Linked DNA regions of Hordeum vulgare: region 1 is linked to region 2. The links are chromatin contacts, called in public Hi-C maps. All regions are on one chromosome and are shown on one strand. Each heading gives the region's core, a stretch centred on a gene start, on an enhancer-like site or on the middle of the called end of the contact. The rest is flanking DNA. Distances are from core to core; before and after follow the strand shown.

Region 1 (4,611 bases), core at 1,366-3,865, 150 kb before region 2:
GACTACAAGATGGACCGTGGGTTGATTACCTAAAACTGTGAGGGCTTTTGTGCAAAATGACGGAAAACGGTTCGTTTTCACTTACAATTAGACTACGGGTTAATTAGCTGAAACTGTGAGGGTTTTCTACATAATAACCAACGACGGACAACAGAAGCTGCGCGCTTTATTATTAGAGGAGATGTGCCAGGTGCATGATCAATAAAGTCATCGGTGCAACCAATTCAATTCTTTCATCCAACGCATAGATGACCTTTCAGCAGTCCAAAGCTTCACGCTCAGTCCTTGGACAAGTTCGTGGCCCGTGCTTGATACCCGGAATAAGAAAAACTTGCATAGGTGACCTGGCCCGTAACACACACAGCGTGTCGTCGGGACCTCCTATTAAAAGAGGCATCCTTTCGTAAGTCCTATAAAAGCAACTCTATCACACCTTGTATCCGACTGGCCCACAAAACACGTTTGCAGTTTGGGAGAAATCGTTTTTGCGGACTGGTTCAGACGGCTGCAGATGCAAACCCCCCAAACGAATCCGTATTAAAATATATTCGTCGAATATGCTTTTATACGGATCGACTTTCGCGGGCGCATCGATCCGAAAACAGAAAACGCTGAATTCTCGTATTTGACATAAGTTCTCACAAATAAGTTCAAATTCGAACAAACATAATACGGTTTTACGTACAAATAAAAGCCAAGTTCAGTACGACAAATGCAAAAGAGTGACTTGCGTCATCTTGGTCGATCTTCACTCCGCGCCATCGAGTCCATCGTGGAGTTCTTCGATCTTTGGCTTTTCCCACATTTTGATTACGATTGCTCATACGCTTCCGCTTCGATCTCCGCCAAATCGTCCTCACAACCATGATCATCCATGCCGCCCTCCGTTTTATTGTAGTCGAATGCGGCGAACGGGGCTTGATCAATGTCAACGGCGTTGGTGTCCAACAAGTTCACGAACTCAGAAGTTGGATTGTTTGAACCACCGCTATATTGAATGATTAAGAAGTGACGAGCTATCACGACAAATGGCGAAAACGAAATGAAATGGCCATGACCGAAGACGCATACCTTCCTACCATTTCGTCGAACACCTCGCTTGCGGGGGAACGACACCGTTGAACGGCATCGCCGGGGCATCTCTTTCCGGGATGGAGTGAGAGGATGAAGGAGGCGGCTTGTTTGTAGCCGGAATCTTCTTCCTCTTGATGCCCGCGACCTTGGTGACCCTCTCCGCCGCCGGCCGAGATCGCGCAACAACGTTAGCGCCCGGAGCGCGAGCCTTCGCGGCGGGGGCTGCCGGATTTCCGCCCTGCACGACAACGTTGCCCTGCCGCTTGCGGGCAGGCGCGGTGCTAGCTAGAGTCACGGCGGGGCCAACATGGCCGGCGACAAGATCCGCCTGAGGGGAAGGAGCGTGCGCGACCTCGACGGTGACGGGGGGCAGCAAGGAGGCGTCCATGGCGGCGAGGGACTGCCGCGGAGGATGCACCGGAGCGTGAGGTGGCGAGGCAACGGTGGCGGCGGGTGGATCGAGCGGGAAAGGCCACGCGGAAATGTCTCCCCTGCCAAATCTCGCTGCGGATAGGGGCTGAGCTCGGGTCGACCTCCCAACCCGTGAAACTAGAGGTTGGAGGAGAAGTTTTGACGCGCCCCGCAAAAATATCTACGGGCTGGGGCGATATACGGGGTCTGATCGGAAAATCCTGACCAAATTTGGAAGCGCGAACATTTTTTTAAGCTTGAGAACAAGTTTTGAAATGAAAAATATTTTTTTTGAATTCCTGAAACTTAATCAGCTGTTGTATTTAGAAGGAGAAATTATAAATGGAAATCTTTTTCAAATTAATCAGTTGTTGTATTTCTGAAACTTAATCAGCTGTTGTACATGGGCATTTGTAAAAAAAGTTCAAAATGGGAACATTTTTTCAAATTCTCGAACATTTTCCAAACTTCAGAACATTTTTTCAAATTCCGATACATTTTTTGCAAACTAAGAACATTATTTAAAACGTAAACAGAGGAAATTGGGAACATTTTTTTAAAATTCCGAAACATTTTTTAAAGCCCTGGAAATAATTATAGATTCCGGAACATTTTTTAATTTCCTAAAGATTTTTGAAATTCTGGAACATTTTTTCAAATTCTGGAACATTTTTCAAACTCCAAAATATTTTTTGAAAAATCCAGAACATTTTTTCAAATTCCGAAACAATTTTTTTAAATTGAGAACATTTTTGAAATTCCAGAACATTATTTAAAACATACACAGAAAAAATTGGGAACATTTTTTAAAATTCCAGAAAATTTTCACGATTCCGGATCATTTTTTTCAAATTTCGAAATATTTTTCAAATGCTGAACATTTTTGCAAATTCAAGAATAATTTGTCAGATCCCGAAACATTTTTTGAAAACCCAGAACATTTTTGAAACAGAAACAGAAAAGAAAAAAAAAGTTTAGGAAAAGTTTCGTAAAACCAAGACAAACTGGTTGGAACATTTTCCCAAACCGGAGGTATTGGCGTATAAACGGATCGGCCCATTCCCAAACGTGCCCGAAGCCCCGACAAGCGACGCAGAGAGCATCAAATAAGGATATCCGATAAGATTTTCCATCTCAAAAACTCCTCCTATTCGGGGTGCTACGCTACGGAAAGCGTGCTGGGACAAGGCCCTTTTAAGCACGGTACCCTGTTTATTTTATATCTTTTCCCATAATTTTTTATTTTATTTTACTTATGTTTCTTTATTTTCTTTATTATTTTGAAAAATAGGTATTTCCACAAATACAAAATTAGTTTTGAGGATAAAAAATAAATCTGTGATTTAAAAATGTTTACATATTTGACAAATATTCATGATACTGAATAAACATGTTCATGAATTCAAGATCTATGTTCAGGAGGTTTTCAAAAAATGTTGAAATTCAGAAAATGTCCACGAATTACAAAAACAAATCATCAATTAAAAATATATTCGCTGACCCAAAAAAATTTAATGTATTTGAAGATTCTACTTCATTTGACAGATGTTTGTCGTAACAAAAAGTTGTTTGTGCATTTGAAAACAAATTCCAAATTTCCACGAAATATTCACTGATTTAAAATACAGTTCCGTGGGGAAAAAGTGTCCCGAACAGACCCATAAACGCAGGAGACCCTTAAATTTTTTTTAAAGGGCGCGGTAAAAGTGCCCCTCTGATCCGTGAATACAAAATTTTCGTCCCCATCCCGTCGGTGCCTTGTATCTCGCAAAAGCGGATGGCAGGAGGGACATTTCAGTCCGTATTGGTTCCGTCCCCCATTTCATAGCGCCACCGTCCACCAGCCGCTAGCGATTCTGGCCATACCCCCCGCCGGAATCACGTCGCCGGACCGCTCCCGAGCCCGCTCAACCGCGCCGCCTTGCCGCCTCATCGAATCCACCGAGCCCGTCGCCCCCGGCCGCGTGTAGGACCGGATTGACCCCTGCCGAGCCACCGCCGGCTCCAGCCCACCTCTGCCTCGGATTCGCAAGTTTGCCGCCGCCCCCAGCCCGTCGCTGGCGAGTCCTTTCGTGCCCTTGTCTAGTTTGAATTAATGGTGAATCTGGCAAAGAATATCCTTTCATGCGACCTCGGGTGCACCATTTTTATAGATAGATTTGAGCCCTTGCAAGGAGTTTTTGCTCGAGGATTCGTGCTCGTGGGACAACTCGGACATAGAGTCGCTGCTCGAGAGACATCAGCGGCAAATGGTGGTGGTCGTGATCGCCGTGAAGGAGTACGAGGATAGAAACCGGAAGAGACGACGAGGATCGACCGTCGGGCGCTATTTTATCCCTCGCAACCGCCAATTTGGGAACGAGATGCTCATGCAAGACTACTTCGCGGACAGTCTAACATATCCGTCGCACCTCTTCTGAAGAAGGCATCGAATGCGCCAATCCCTCATCATAAATTTTGTGCAAACTTGCGAGGCAAATTCTTGTTTTTTACTCAAAGGAGAAACGCCGTTGGCTTGACAGGTTTTAGCGTATATCAAAAAATATCGGCAGCTATGCGAGTGATTGCATATGGGTGTGTTTGGTAGCATTTTCCAACCTAACATGGTTGTTCTTGTCTGATACATGCTGACTGTAACATGCTGAGTACATGCATTTCGTGTTGTTTAGTAGTGGTGTATGTGCTGAGATATATTCAACTGAGAATCTGTTTAGTAGCTTATATCTCCTTAGACATGTCGGCCGATACTGTAGCAACCGGTATTTTCAAATAAGTAAACAAAACATTTAAAAAACGTGATTTTTTTAAACACGGGGAAATATATTTTGTTCAAAATTAAATATCTTTTGAAATTTCAATTTTTTTAAAAGTTTGATCTTTTTTAAAATTTAAACAAATATTGAGAAATTGATTATTTTTTTTAAAATAAATTTTTAGAAAATCCAAACAGTTTTTGAAAATTTGGAAAAAATGTAAGTTCGTACATTTTTTAAAATCACGACATTTTTATAAATTTTTAACAAATTTTAAAATTCAGGAGATTTTTTAAAATTTTGGAAAAAAAATAAAATCTAGATAATTTTTAGTGTTTTGTGCATTTTCCGAAATTTTTTTTAAAAAAATTTG
Region 2 (4,707 bases), core at 906-3,405:
TTTTGAAGAGTTTGAATATCAAGGTTTTTAAAACCAGAAGTAATTTATTTTTGTATGAACACACTGGCCGTTGTGGCATTAGAATATTTTTTCTCTTTTTCCAAGGATGCGAATACGAGTACACTCTTTCTGATGATGCGTGCGTTCACGTGCAGCGGCGAAAGGAACAATTGTCCGCCAGACTAGATCGAGTAATAAATACTCCTAGTATCCCCGAAAACAAAAAGAAAGGGAAAAAATATTGCCTATAGGTGTGGGTGCTTTGTAACTCGCCCACTCACCGTTCATGCGTGTTTAAACGAATCTTGACAGTTTTTGATAAATTTTATGTTATGTAGGAAGGAATGGTGTGTGAACGTCTATCAGTTTACTCACACATCTGTTTCACGCACGCAAATCCCGCGGCTGCCAACACTACGTGTGGTGGAACTGACGTCGCGCCCACACACCCTCACGTCTGTTAGTTGCCATGTTTTTTCAATGTTACATGACAACCGAATGGAACTGCCGTCGCACGCCCATACACCTGTCAGTTGCCATGTCTTTTCCATTACATGGCAACAGAATGAAACTGCCGTCGTGCGCCCACACGCCTGTCAGTTGTCATGTCTTTTTCAGCGTTACATGACAACTCGGTGCAACTGCCGTCGCGCGTCAACACGTCTGTCAGTTGTCATGTCTTTCTAGTGTTACATGACAATGCAGTTGTTCAAATATAACGACTGCAGTTGAGCAACCATGGTAATTATAATTGTTCAGACATGACAACTACAATTAATCAAACAATTGACACGGTTCAGCAACCATGACAACTGTCATGCCCAAGGCACACGGGACCGCGAGGTGACAGGTCGAACGCACGGGCTGCGAGGCAGGAGTCCGGACGTGTGGACGTTAACTGTTTGTCCAGGCGTAGACGTACAGTCTATTTCTCTTGCACACCATACGAGACGTGTATCAAGACTCCTATAACATCTACTCCCTCTATAAACTAATATAAAAGCGTTTATAGATAACTAAAATAGTGATCTAAACCTCTTTATATTAGGTTACAGAGCGAGTACACGTATGGGCAATATGAAGGAAGACCCAAAGAAAATGTTTTCTTGGCAAGAGGAAAAAGAAAAACCCACCCGCAACTCTCCTTCTTCCTCTGTACGCCGTGTCTATAAATGCCGCCTCGTCCCGTCTGCAACCCCGAAACCGTCCCCTCCGCAGTGGAAAATCGCACCAACACCAACACGCCCCCTACCCTCTCCCCTCTCCCACCGCCGCCCCCCCAAATCCCACCTACTCCTCACCGTCACCGCATCCCTCCGGCCCCCCACGCGGCACGGGCGCGCGGACACGCAGCGCCGACGAGGTGGATCGGGGAAGAAGGACCGCGCACACGTAGCAGGAGACGGGCGGGCACGGGACGGACGGGACCGAGTTCGTTCCTTCCTTCTTTCATCCGTGCGCTGCCGCTGCTGCTGCGGCTACTGCTGCATTTAGACGGGGGAAAATCCACCGAATCTCCCCCGTCACCCGCCTCGTCCGGCGAGCCGGAAGAGGCCAAAAAACCCTCCTTTGTTCCCATCTGCGCCCGCCGCCCGCCGCCTGAGCTCTCCCGCGAGCGGCCGCGCCCGCCCCCACCACCCCCTGCCACCGCAACCGCACCGTGGCCGGGTGGGAGGCCCCCGATGCCTTTTAAACCCCTCGCCGCCCCCCTCCCCCTCCTCCTGACGCCCCCGATCCCCCCCACCCCCACCCAATGCCGCGCCTCCGCCACCACACCCTCCCCCTCACGGAGGCCGCCGCCGCCGCCGCGCACGCCGCGCTGCTCGCCCTCGCGCTCCTCCTCCTGCTCCTCCGCGGCGCCCGCGCCCTCGCCTCGCGCTGCGCCTCCTGCCTCAAGCCGCCCCGCCCCCCCGCCGTCGATGGGGCCCTCGCCGACGCGCCCCTCGCCGCCTCCTCGGGCGTGTGGTTCAGGGCCGCCCTCGCCTGCTGCGGCTACGCCCTGCTGGCGCAGCTCGCCGCGCTGAGCTACGAGGCCGCGGTCGCGGCGCCGCCCGTCGAGGCCGAGGCGCTGCTGCTGCCGGCCGTGCAGGCGCTGGCTTGGGCGGCCCTGCTGGCGCTCGCGCTGCGGGCGCGCGCCGGCGGCCGCGGCAGGTTCCCGGCGCTCGTGCGGGTCTGGTGGGTGCTCGCCTTCGCGCTCTCCGTCGCCATCGCCTTCGAAGACTCCAGGCGCCTCATGGGCGGCGCCGACCATGATGTGGACTACGCGCACATGGTCGCCAACTTCGCGTCGCTGCCGGCCCTCGGCTTCCTCTGCTTGGTTGGTGTCATGGGTTCCAGCGGTGTCGAGTTGGAGTTTAGTGATGATGACACCGGTGTCCATGAGCCCCTGTTGCTCGGCGGCCAGCGCAGAGATGCCGAGGAGGAGCCCGGCTGCCTCCGGGTGACTCCCTACGGGGATGCCGGGATTCTCAGCCTCGCAACGCTCTCATGGCTCAGCCCGTTGCTCTCGGTTGGGGCCAAGAGGCCGCTGGAGCTGGCTGACATACCCTTGCTGGCTCACAAGGATCGTGCCAAGTTCTGCTACAAGGCCATGAGCAGTCACTATGAGCGCCAGCGGATCGAGTGCCCTGACAAGGAGCCATCGCTGGCATGGGCAATACTCAAGTCCTTCTGGCGGGAGGCGGCCATCAACGGCTGCTTCGCCGCGGTGAACACCGTCGTGTCCTATGTCGGCCCCTACCTGATCAGCTACTTTGTGGACTACCTCAGTGGCAAAATTGCATTCCCCCATGAAGGTTACATCCTTGCCTCCGTATTTTTCGTATCAAAGCTGATTGAGACGCTCACTGCTCGCCAGTGGTACCTGGGCGTGGACGTCATGGGGATCCATGTCAAGTCCGGCCTGACGGCCATGGTGTACAGGAAGGGCCTCAGGCTGTCGAATGCCTCAAAGCAGAGCCATACGAGCGGTGAGATTGTGAATTACATGGCCGTTGATGTGCAGCGGGTGGGGGACTATGCATGGTACTTTCATGACATATGGATGCTTCCACTGCAGATCATCCTTGCGCTCGCCATCCTTTACAAGAATGTCGGGATCGCCACCGTTTCGACATTGATAGCCACTGCGCTGTCGATTGCTGCCTCGGTTCCTGTGGCGAAGCTGCAGGAGCACTACCAAGATAAGCTAATGGCAGCAAAGGATGAGCGTATGCGCAAGACTGCAGAGTGCTTGAAGAGTATGAGAATTCTCAAGTTGCAGGCGTGGGAGGACCGGTACAGGATAATGCTTGAAGAGATGAGGAACGTTGAATGCAGGTGGCTCAAGTGGGCTTTGTATTCACAGGCCGCAGTTACGTTTGTTTTCTGGAGCTCGCCAATCTTTGTCTCGGTCATAACTTTCGGCACCTGTATATTGCTTGGTGGCGAGCTCACTGCCGGAGGTGTTCTCTCTGCTTTAGCAACTTTTAGGATCCTTCAAGAGCCTCTGAGGAATTTCCCTGATCTCATCTCCATGATAGCTCAGACGAGGGTGTCTTTGGACAGGTTGTCTCACTTCTTGCGGCAAGAAGAGCTGCCGGATGATGCAACAATAAGTGTTCCACAGGGCAGTACAGACAAGGCAATCGATATCAGGGATGGCAATTTCTCTTGGAACCCATCTTGCTCAACCCCTACACTCTATGGTATACAACTTAGTGTGGTAAGAGGCATGAGAGTAGCAGTCTGTGGTGTGATTGGTTCTGGCAAATCAAGTCTATTGTCCTCTATACTTGGGGAGATACCCAGGCTGTCTGGCCAAGTAAGTACATGCATAAAAGAAAAGAGTTGATGCTAACTTGAATGACGGCTTAATTACATTTTCCTTCTGCTCCTTATCCAGGTTAGGGTCAGTGGTACAGCAGCATATGTTTCTCAGACTGCCTGGATTCAGTCTGGAAATATTGAGGAGAACGTTCTTTTCGGCACTCCAATGGACAGACCGCGTTATAAGAGAGTACTCGAGGCTTGCTCCCTGAAGAAAGATCTTCAGTTGCTCCAGTATGGAGATCAGACCATCATTGGCGACAGAGGCATTAATTTGAGTGGAGGTCAGAAACAGAGAGTGCAGCTTGCGAGAGCACTGTACCAAGATGCTGATATTTATTTGCTTGATGACCCCTTCAGTGCTGTTGATGCTCATACTGGAAGTGATCTATTTAAGGTCGGTGCCGATGTTGCCTTTTATCCTATTTTTTTAAAGGTGCTTCTGTTTCATAACATGTCTGGGTTTTGCGCTGCAGGACTATATATTGGGGGCACTAGCTAGCAAAACAGTAATTTATGTAACCCATCAAGTCGAGTTCCTACCAGCTGCTGACTTGATATTGGTAATAACATTTTTCTCACAATCTAAGCACTACATTTTAGTGGCTAATGTACATGGATATGCTGTTTCAAATTTCTATCAGCCTATTAAGTTGTTCAATTCGACGTGTTTGTTTCTTGATGACAATAACAAATCAGATTCTTCATGAAACTTCTACTCATTAGACTGTTCATAGATTAATGGGCCCTTGATCACTCATTTGTGCTTTTTTTAATCATGACACAGGTTCTTAAGGATGGTCGTATCACCCAAGCTGGAAAATATGATGATCTTCTCCAAGCTGGAACCGATTTCAATGCTCTGGTTTCTGCTCATAATGAAGCTATCGAGACCATGGA

What was found. A called contact is a pair of places that touch in the nucleus more often than the background predicts.
Region 1: a contact with region 2 is called in a Hi-C map of leaf, with 2.5 times the contacts expected there. The contact joins the enhancer-like site here to the promoter of LOC123449859 in region 2. A contact is called at or near these places in 4 of 6 Hi-C or Micro-C datasets (leaf and seedling) and 1 of 1 datasets of contacts at active chromatin or transcription factors (embryo).

Annotation. Positions count from the first base shown.
Region 1 is chr4H:593,357,850-593,362,460 of MorexV3_pseudomolecules_assembly, reverse strand. No RefSeq gene overlaps it. Among protein-coding and RNA genes, the nearest start is that of LOC123447389, 15 kb to the left of the region's middle. Within about 2 kb of position 2,615, at least 1 of the 3 cell types and tissues checked has open chromatin away from gene starts, as enhancers often do. A contact at or near this core is called in leaf, where this site is marked.
Region 2 is chr4H:593,206,800-593,211,506 of MorexV3_pseudomolecules_assembly, reverse strand. It overlaps LOC123449859 (ABC transporter C family member 13), which reads left to right and starts at 2,155. Exons shown (of 11, transcript XM_045127211.1): 1 at 2,155-3,802; 2 at 3,884-4,204; 3 at 4,284-4,370; 4 at 4,595-4,707. The coding sequence starts at 2,234.